Regions from separate parts of the Zea mays genome. Here region 2 is linked to region 1. A link is a contact called in public Hi-C data. All regions are on one chromosome and are shown on one strand. The core of a region is the stretch at or near the end of the contact, and the rest is flanking DNA. Distances in the headings are between cores, read along the strand shown.

The links. A called contact is a pair of places that touch in the nucleus more often than the background predicts.
Region 2: a Hi-C map of ear shows a contact between it and region 1, with 2.6 times the contacts expected there. The contact joins the promoter of LOC100276768 here to the promoter of LOC103654523 in region 1. A contact is called at or near these places in 2 of 25 Hi-C or Micro-C datasets (ear and tassel).

Annotation. Positions count from the first base shown.
Region 1 is chr4:207,618,141-207,623,122 of Zm-B73-REFERENCE-NAM-5.0, forward strand. It overlaps LOC103654523, which reads right to left and starts at 1,668. Exons shown (of 3, transcript XM_008681352.3): 1 at 1,431-1,668; 2 at 280-388.
Region 2 is chr4:207,889,696-207,894,842 of Zm-B73-REFERENCE-NAM-5.0, forward strand. It overlaps LOC100276768 (XS domain containing protein expressed), which reads right to left and starts at 3,153. Exons shown (of 3, transcript NM_001150482.2): 1 at 2,115-3,153. The coding sequence starts at 3,001. LOC100273853 (putative H/ACA ribonucleoprotein complex subunit family protein) reads left to right here and starts at 3,359. Exons shown (of 4, transcript NM_001365801.1): 1 at 3,359-3,595; 2 at 3,710-3,858; 3 at 4,240-4,355; 4 at 5,134-5,147. The coding sequence starts at 3,439.

The DNA.
Region 1 (4,982 bases), core at 418-2,917:
GTGTCTGTGTGGGAACCATATTATAAAAATATTTTTGATTTACAGATCTCTGCAACCCCTTTTATTGGATAGAATCACCTCTTCATCTTCCCAATGAAGTAAACTTAGCACTTCCATTAAAAGCTAGCTTAGGTGAGAAGTAGGAAATAACTGTAAGTCCAGATAAAATGGCCCAACTACAAACAGATAATTAAACGGATCAAGACTAATAATTATGTATAATAGATCTTTTTTTCTTCAGTGAGCACGTCAAGAGGAAAGAAATCAATTTAGACTTACCGGGTGTACCTATGAACACACATAGCAACAGCGGATCATCCCTGTGAACCATTTATGATTCATCACTGCAACTTTTTTCCCAAAATAAATTGATGTTATGCGGTGTCACCTGCACAATTGCACATGAAAGATTGCATGATTATACCCATCCATGTGCATGCATCAAGAAACAGGCAAGTATTGAATCATGCAATAATCATGTGTGCTTCTTTTTGTGCCCACTGGCCACTACCGACTTTGACAAATTGAACCGTAAATTATGCATCCACCCGTTCCACCGTAAGGCTATAGATATTACAGCTATACAATTTTCATAGCAGTGTATCATGTTATTGCTGTTGTTGTTTCAGTAAGAAAATGTGAGATTCATAGAGAGTATGACAGGTATGACCAGAGAAAGTAAAATTCATAATGATCATAAATTTATTGTCCAGCCAATGCACCGTCGGAAGTGTACATAATGGTACTTATGTTGGAAAAACATTTCTACAAGTCATAATGGCTGGATAAGGATGGTACTCATGTTGCAAACAAGGGCAGAGCCACAGTTCAAACAATGTTCTGAGTTTGGGCAAATTACTTCGTAAAACAATGCCTGTGGAAGCGATGATCCTATGATTTCAGCAAGATTATTATACTATGACATCAATGCCAGATTTTCAGGATCCATTGCAGCTAAACAAAAACTATGCAAGGCATAAAGTCTGAATAAGAATACTCATTGTTACTTCCAAGCTTCTAAAAGCACACAGCAAGATCCACTCGGTCACGCAACTCAGTGATTGTAAAGCTTGATCAGCCTGACTATGGAGTTATAGATAAGCTAGAAATAGATAGCAAACTCGTTTATGTGACCAAAATACAGGATTATCATGCAACGAGCAGATGACCCTAGAAACCAAATCAGAACATGTTCAGGCAAGCAAAACATCACACACTTACACTTACAGCCAGAGGCGGACCTGGTAAAGGGCATGGGTGTACACATATACATTCAATAATGTTTGCAAGAGAGACTGTAGGTTAGTAGGAATAATACATGTATACACTTGTAATTATAAATCAGATACGAATACAGCCAAATAGTGTAGGTTAGGGTTAGCGAACTCAATTCCGCGCAGCAGGAATGGGAGAGCATGTGGTGTGCATGCCTGGCGGTGCTCGTCGCCGGCGAAGGGCCCGACTAAGGCCTGGAGGCGAAGACCTGGCGAAGAGACCGATCAAGACCAGGGCACTTGGCAATTGGCATCGGCGTCGGTCGCCCAGTTGTCGCCACGAGCCCACGAGTGAGCGAGATCACGCCGAGAGGACAGGTGTCGAGAGATTTGAGTGGGGCGGTACTGCGGAAGCTTCCAGTCCCAGAGTTCCAGTGCAGGCACCACCGCACCAGGCAGTGATGTGGTTGGGCTGTTTTGATCTCCAATTGCCCAGAATACTCTACTGGGCCTACCTCCGCCTGGGCTCTGTAGAAACTCGGGCCGAAGTTCACGTGAGCCCAATTACCCAAAGCAACCAGCACCGGATCCATGAGTGAAACATGAAAAGGGTCCATTCACTATTCCGCGTCTATTGTATTTCATCACAATACCAAAGCTATCATATCATATAAGAGCATCTCCAACCATAAGTCTAAACAAGAGCCCTAAAACTTAAAATAGGACCTTGTTTAAAATGTTTAGGGCTCAAATAATTTTTTAACTCTAACAATGTATAAATTGTTTTCTGGTTTTTATCCTTGTCGTCAAAATCTTGGCGTCTTTTTTTTTTACTTCAACAACAGTTTCCATCGGTTGGTTTAGAGGAAAATGGAAAGATAGGACCCAGGTCGATGAGTACTATATTTAAGACCCCAACCACCTAGTTCTTAATCTATTTGACAAAAAATAGCAAATTAGGACTCTTGTTGGAGACAATTTTTATGACTTGAGTTCTATATTTAAAAATTTAGGACTTCATTTGTGCTCTAATGCCACCATCACAAAATATATCTAAATGTCATTCGTCGGCGCTGACACTCTGTACCCGCCCCACGCGCCTCGCCTTGGGGTCGTGTCCTGTGGGCCCCACACAACGCTCTCTCATTTACTACCCTATGGACCACATGTCCAGCACTCCAGACCACACATACCTTAATGTTTATAAATAAAGAATAATTATATCAAAAAATAGTGCAGACCGAGCACTCGAACCCACGCCCACTGCTCCAGAAATCTGGAGCTAACCACTATACCACACATACCTTTGTATTTAGAAATGAACAATAATTATATTTAAATAAATATCTTAATATCTATTTATATGATTTATAAAACTCGTAGCAAAGTACGGATCCGTAGCAAAGTATGGACAACAGGCTAGTTTAGGTGATGAATAGGGATAGAGATGGGTCACTGTCCAATAGAATCTATAGTTTTGCAGATGGCCCATAAAAATAATTTAGGAGATATGAAGTATTGAGCCCACGCAAGCCAAAAAAAACAAGTCTATTAGACCAATCCACCCAACGAAACAACAGTCAAAACAGAAGAGAAGAGCAGACTAGCTTTGAAGTCAGTTTGACAAGTCATCGACTCCTGAATGTCTCCTCTTCTAGAGCATCTCAGCCCTTTTAAAACAAGTTTAACAAAAACAATTCCAGTTACAATTTAAGTTTTAGACCGTGTTTGGTTCCATTGGTTTTAGAACTAAAGTTTAGTTCATGGACTAACGTTTAGGTCATGTTTGGTTCCATTAATTCTAGGATTAAAGTTTAGTGCCTGTTTGGGAGTGCTTCTAGTCAGCTCTAGCTCTGGCTCCTTGCCGGATCCCTCCCAAACGACGTCTTAAAAACGGCTCCATATACAGAGCGGGAGCATGTTTTCACGTTGGGAGCCGGAGCCCTGAAATCTGGCTCCGCACGGCTCCACGTCTTCTCTCCCACGTGTGGATTGGTACTGGTAGCTGTCGAAGACGTGCTGCTAGATGGAGAAGCCATACTCCTCCCTTGGTGCTGCTAGACAAAGAAGATGTCCTGCAGCATCCGTTGGTGGTCTCGAAGAAGCCGTACTTCTCCCTGTGCTTGAAAGGGAATTAGGCTTACACCTTTTTCCTAAATGATTTTGGTGGTTGAATTGCCCAACACAAATAATTGGACTAACTAGTTTGCTCTAGTGTATAAGTTATACAGGTGCCAAAGGTTCACACTTAACCAATAAAAAGACCAAGGATTGGGTTCATCAAAAAGAGCAAAGGGATAACCGAAGTGTGCCCTGGTCTGGCGCACCGGACTGTCCGGTGTGCCACCGGACAGTGTCCGGTGCACCAGGGGGCTTCACACTGAACTCCTCACCTTCGGAAAAATCCAGAGGCGCTCCGCTATAATTCACCGGACTGTCCGGTGCCCCAGGGAAGAGCGACTCTAGAACTCGCCAGCTTCGGGAATTCGCTCCGCTATAATTCACTGGACATGTCCGGTGTACACCAGACTGTCCGGTGAGCCAGCGGAGCAACGGCTATTCGGCGCCAACGGTCACCTGCTACAGCATTAAATGCGCGCCAGAGCGCGTAGAAGTCAGGCACGCGCGAAGTGGCGCACCGGACACTCTACAGTGCATGTCCGGTGTGCCACCAGACATCCAGGCGGGCCCAGAAGTCAGAGCTCCAACGGTCGGAACCCAACGGCCTGGTGACGTGGCTGGCGCACCGGACACTGTCCGGTGTGCACCGGACTGTCCGGTGCACCATGCGACAGACAGCCCCACCAAACGACTAGTTTGGTGGTTGGGGTTATAAATACCCCCAACCACCCCACATTCAAGTCATCCAAGTTTTCCTACTTCAACTACTTACAAGAGCTCTAGCATTCAATTCTAGACACACCCAAGTGATCAAATCCTCTCCAAATTCCACAAAACGCCTTAGTGATTAGTGAGAGAGATTTGCTTGTGTTCTTTCGAGCTCTTGCGCTTGGATTGCTTTCTTCGTTGATTCTTTCTTGCGATCAACTCAATTGTAACTAAGGCAAGAGACACCAATTGTGTGGTGGCCCTTGCGGGGAAGTTTTGTTCCCGTTTGATTGAGAAGAAGAAGCTCACTCGATCCGAGGGACCGTTTGAGAGAGGGAAAGGGTTGAAAGAGACCCGGTCTTGGTGACCACCTCAACGGGGAGTAGGTTTGCAAGAACCAAACCTCGGTAAAACAAATCCACGTGTCACACTCTTTATTCGCTTGCAATTTGTTTTGCACCCTCTCTCGTGGACTCGATTATATTTCTAACGCTAACCCGGCTTGTAGTTGTGATTAACTTTGTAAATTTCAGTTTCGCCCTATTCACCCCCCCTCTAGGCGACTTTCAATTGGTATCAGAACCCGGTGCTTCATTAGAGCCTAACCGCTCGAAGTGATGTCGGGAGAACACGCCAAGAAGGAGATGGAGACCGGCGACAAGCCCACTACAAGCCATGGAAAGGCTACATCGGAAGAGTCCCGCAACAAGGGGAAGGGGAAGGAGAAGAAAGCTTCTTCCCACAAGTCGCATCGGAGTGGCGACAAGAAAAAGAAGATGAGGAAGGTGGTCTACTACGAGATCGATACTTCATCACCTTCCACATCCGGCTCCGACGCACCCTCCATAACTTCTAAGCGCCATGAGCGTAAGAAGTTTAGTAAAATCCCCTTACACTATCCTCGTACTTCTAGACATACTCCATTACTTTTCGTTCCAT
Region 2 (5,147 bases), core at 1,903-4,402, 270 kb after region 1:
AAACATTGTCATCAGACAATAATCCATGCCACTCTTAGAAAAACCATGGTTTTATAGCTGATTTTGTGTGAACTATATGGTTCAGAAAAGAAATCAGGAAAGTACAATTAGTATGAAAACATTTTCGAAACATAAGAGCAAAATAAAGGATCAATATACATCCATAATAATTGTTCAAAAAATGGGATTCAACCAAACTACCCAAGTAGGGAAAAAATAAGTTTGCTTTGCAGAGGAACAACATAGTTCCAGGAATCCAGGCAGTAATGACAAGGCAAGAAAACAAAAACCAACCATGAATGAATTCATGGAAAGAACACCACAAATGGGCGACGTGAGGGGGAGTGTTGGAATATAATATGAGTGAATCGCCCACCTCCTCCTATCAGCTTAAGCTTTTGGGTTGAATTGGTTGGTGCATGCAACTTAATACAATCATTTGTCCCAAGCAAGTTAGGGCAGGCTAGAGTTGACAAAACAACTAAACAAGAGCCAGAAAAAAGACGAGTGCAGGAGAAGAGTTGTTGTAGGCTTGACCAGCCAACATACAAACCCAGTTGCTTGTGAAATCAAGAAGAAATTAGGGTAGATGACATCTGGCAATACTAGGGTTGCTATTGTATATATATAAAATATTGAACAACGAAGGTCAGTTACTGAATAAACACATGAATAGCTCCATTGTGTAGAGCATCATCTGATACAAAACCAATTCCCATTTGAGAAGAAAAATAAGCAAAACAGGTAAAAGAAGGCCAGTTAACAAAACCATTCAGAGGGCAGATGCAGAAGGGTACTGCCATATTTCTCAAAAACTCAAAAAAAAAATCCTGGTATAAGCTTTAACTGTGTCAACAAAAAAAATCCTAGTATGAGCTTTAGCCTTGTCAAGAAGCATGGACTGCATAAACTATTTGGTGAAGGTTTCACCCTGTAGTAAACCTATCTATCACATCAAGTATAATACTGTAACAATTAGGAATCCTGCTACCAAAGGCTAGCCAAGATCTACTTATTTTAAATTCAATTTTAATTGACTTTTTACCCATGTTCCTTTCATCTATTGATTGGACACACCAATGTTTTCAAGTCGGACAACTTGCTGGTCGTTCTGGCTGACCGATTAGGGCGATTAATCACAATTAATCAGACGACTTGGGCGATTAATCGTGATTGATCCAAACCGACTTGGACGATTAACCACGACTAATCGCGATTAATCGGACGACTTGAAAACACACCTGTGCTGGCGACTCCCACATGAGTGGGGCCTAGGCAAGAAATAACCGAGGCAAGCATTACCCCTGCATTTTGCAGAGAGCTGCATTGATCCCAGGACCTTTGGCTCAGTGGGAAGGCTTCTCACCACTGCGCCAAGCCTGTCCTTCTTCCATCTATTGATTCCTTGTTTTCAATTCATTTTAAATTGACTCTCTACCTAAGTATCATTCATTTATTGTACAAATTGAACACGGAAAGCACCAACTGTAATTATTTCATTTATAGCAAACTTTACATGTACATGAGAAATGTTTAGATACAGTAGCAAACATAGGGGAATGATGATTCTGCACAAAATACCAAATGTAGCAGAAATAAAGAGAATCTGAGGACGTGTCATGACATGGTAAATCCAAAGGTAAAAAATGACGAGTCTTTTGAACTGTAAAGATCATCTAACACTAATTGGTAATACAATTTTTTTAAAATAAATAAGGTTTTACAACTAGGTGTTCCATAGCTAGTACTTCTGGACAAGGAATGGTCCATAGATTCCCTTCATAGTCACAGCCTCACAGGCCTACACAAGTACACACTATAGGATGTATAGACATGTCACATAATCTGAAAGGTTCTCTTTCAACTAAATAGCCTAAGAGCATTTTCCGGTGTGTGTGTGTGTGGGGGGGGGGGGGGGGGGGGGGCTATATGACCACAGCTAGGCACTGATGGCCAGGTATAATAAGATACTACCGACAAAGTTATGTTCATCAAACAGTGTTATATGTTGTATCACGCTAGGCATGAACATTTTAATTTTCTTGGTTGTAGACACTCAAATAAGCATCTTCGGACATAAGACAAGAACAGGGCTTTCAGATTTTTCAGCATACCTTTGACATACAGGGCACTTCAGCTGGGAAAGCTTCCCATTGGCCCAGTAATTCTTCTTATCCGCTTCATTCTCATTCATCAGTTTCACCATCTTAAGAAAGGCGCTCTTCAGCACCTTCGGGTCCACCCCCGTCTCCTCCACCTTCACCTGCTTCTCCACTTTCATCTGCTTCGCAGCATGCGCCTCAGACTTCTTCTGCAGCGTGCTTACGGAGGACTCCCAGGGCACAACACCATTGACCTGATCCTCCCACTTCCGTTTCGGAACAGGCAGCGGAAGCAGCCCGGCAGCGGGCAGGAGTGTAGGCATGGGTGGCGGAGGAGCCCACCGCTCGAGGGACGGGCGCGGCAGGGGCAGTGGGGGCGGTGGCGGCGCTAAGAGATGCGCGGGTATCGGCGGCGGCGGCTGGCGGAGCTGCGGCGGCGGCTCGCGCGGGAGAGCGAAGTAGGTGCGCACGGTGCCGTCAGAGAGCGCGACGGTGCGGCGGTCGAGGTCCTCCAGCCCGTACCGCGGTGGCGGCGGGATGGCTGCTATCACCGCCTCCACCGCGGCTACGGTGAGCAGCGGCCGCGACGGGGGCAGGGGCGGCAGAAGAGGCGACGCGCCGGGCGGAGGGTGGTGCTGCTCGTGAGGGTGAGGGAGCGGCGAGGGGACCAGAGGCGAGCGGCTGGCCTCCCCGTTGACGCTCGGGGTAGGCTCTGGGGGCGCGGAGGCGGCAGCGGCGTTGCCCGGGTTGGTCCGCTTGTTTGGGTTGGGGTCGGCGGCGGACGTCGAAGAGGACGACGCCTTGGAGGCAGCGACCTGCGGGTTCTGCGACGCCGCGGTGGGCGCCGCGGGCGGAGGCAGCGGCGTGGACTTGACCTGCGGATTGGCGGCGGACATCATGCCGGAGGATTTCTAGGGTTTCGTCGGGATTGGAAGTCGATTTTGGGGAAAAAGGGCTGGACTTGGTGGCTACATGGAGTACATGCGATGTGAGATAGATCGACTTTGACGAGTAGGACCAGATGTCATAGACACGTGAAGAGAACAGCCTCACTTGCTTCGGTCGATTACGCGATCTTTGAGGACACACATCAACGGCAAGGACTCTGGGCGTCCACATCACCGTCCACTGATCCTCTACCCGGCAGAACCACCGATCCAACGGCCACCATCCTGGGCCCACCTGTCAGCCTCCTAATGCACCACACCAAAACCCCGCGCCCGCCATGCTAAAACCCTAATAAACCCTGCACCTCCATCGCACCCTCTCCGCCGCCAAGACCATCCTCGCATCCGGGTTGCCAGCTCTCCTTGAGCCCAGAAGCACACCGCGCGCCATGCGACCACCGAGAGGGCGAGGCGGTGGTGGCCGGTTCGGCGGAGGAGGAGGCCGGGGCCGCGGCGGGGGCCGATTCAGCGGTGGTGGCCGAGGTGGCGGCGGGGGCCGCTTCGGCGGCGGGTTCCGCGACGAGGGCCCGCCCGCGGAGGTCGTCGGTCGGTGCCACCCATACTCCTACCCACTCCCCGTCAGGGTATTGGCTCCTTTTCTGGTATTCTCGTTTTTTTCTGACCTTCTGGTGGGGTTTCTGTCTGTCTTGGCGTGCGCAGAGGTTTCGACGTTCCTGCACGCGTGCGAGGGGGAGGCGGTGACGAAGCTCACCAACGAGAAGGTGCCCTACTTCAACGCGCCCATCTATCTGCAGAACAAGACCCAGATCGGCAAGGTTGAAGAGATCTTCGGCCCCATCAACGAATCCGTGAGCACCTCCTCGCCTCCCTAATCTAAAAAAAACTACTCTTTTTTACGTCCTCGTGGGTACTCGAGGTTGTGGTGCATTTCTAATGTGGTAAGAGCAATAATATTGGCGTAGCTTGTTGAAGGTGTTTTGCTTAGAGACGGTGAGGATTTGGTGCGCGATTTTGCATATTTGTAGTCTTGTAGTGAGGTCCTTGTTGTAATAGCAGTGCACCAAGATTTTGGGATATGTTGCCACATTTGTACTGTAAAACGACGACACGGAGCATGATATTCTGATGTGTCATTTAGTAAGGCAACTCTTGTTGAGGGAACTTTGGAATTTCTGCTTTAGCTATGCTACTAATGTTATCGTGAATATGATCTTTTTTTGTATGTGTAGTATTTCTCTGTGAAGATGATGGAGGGGATCATTGCAACATCGTACAATGAAGGCGACAAGTTCTATATCGACCCAATGAAATTGCTGCCGCTCTCACGCTTCCTGCCACAACCAAAGTATGAGCTCGTTGTTGTTTATGCTGCATTGTTTGCTTGCCATTTTGTGAAAATGGACCCAAGATGCCTCATTCATTTGTTTTTTTTTTTTTGCACTTGATAAGTTCACACCTACTAATTTAAACAATTTGTGTTTTAACTTATTTAAATTGTGTGAAATCGTGAAAAAATGTCAAACCTCTCTGTTAAGATACTAATTGTTGTCTTCTTACCTTGTGGTTAAATAATCATTAAAATTTATGACATCATGATTAAGTCAATAACGACACTATTTTAATATGCATGTCTAGCTTGCGTTGAAATGTTGCTTCTAACTTCTAAGTCACCAACTGGTGTTAGGGTCGTGATTATCCTCTCCCTTTGTGTTATGGATCATAAATTTGGGGGAAGTTCTAAAGAAATAGGTAGCGGACCTAGCCAGGACTTTTTGCAATTTAGTCATTCTTGTCAACGATCGGTTGTGGTGACAGGACACGTGGCGCTGAGCTAGCCGCCATGTAGGCTCAAGTGCAGCAACCCGTGCCATAAATCACGGAGCCAAGAAAAGGGTCTAAAACGGCATTAAGTCGTCTATGGGGCTAAACATGCTTTTTTTGGCGGACCTAGCATAGAGGGGTGGGCACAATGATTAATGAAATGCAGTACAGCTCTTCTGCATCATTTGAGAAAAAATATATACAAGTAAACAAGGTGCTCATAGGTTTCTAATGCCTCACAGTATAATTATATTATATCTCGTGTGGAGTTATTTACTAATTTATTTGTTTGCTTTAAACAGGGGACAATCTCAAG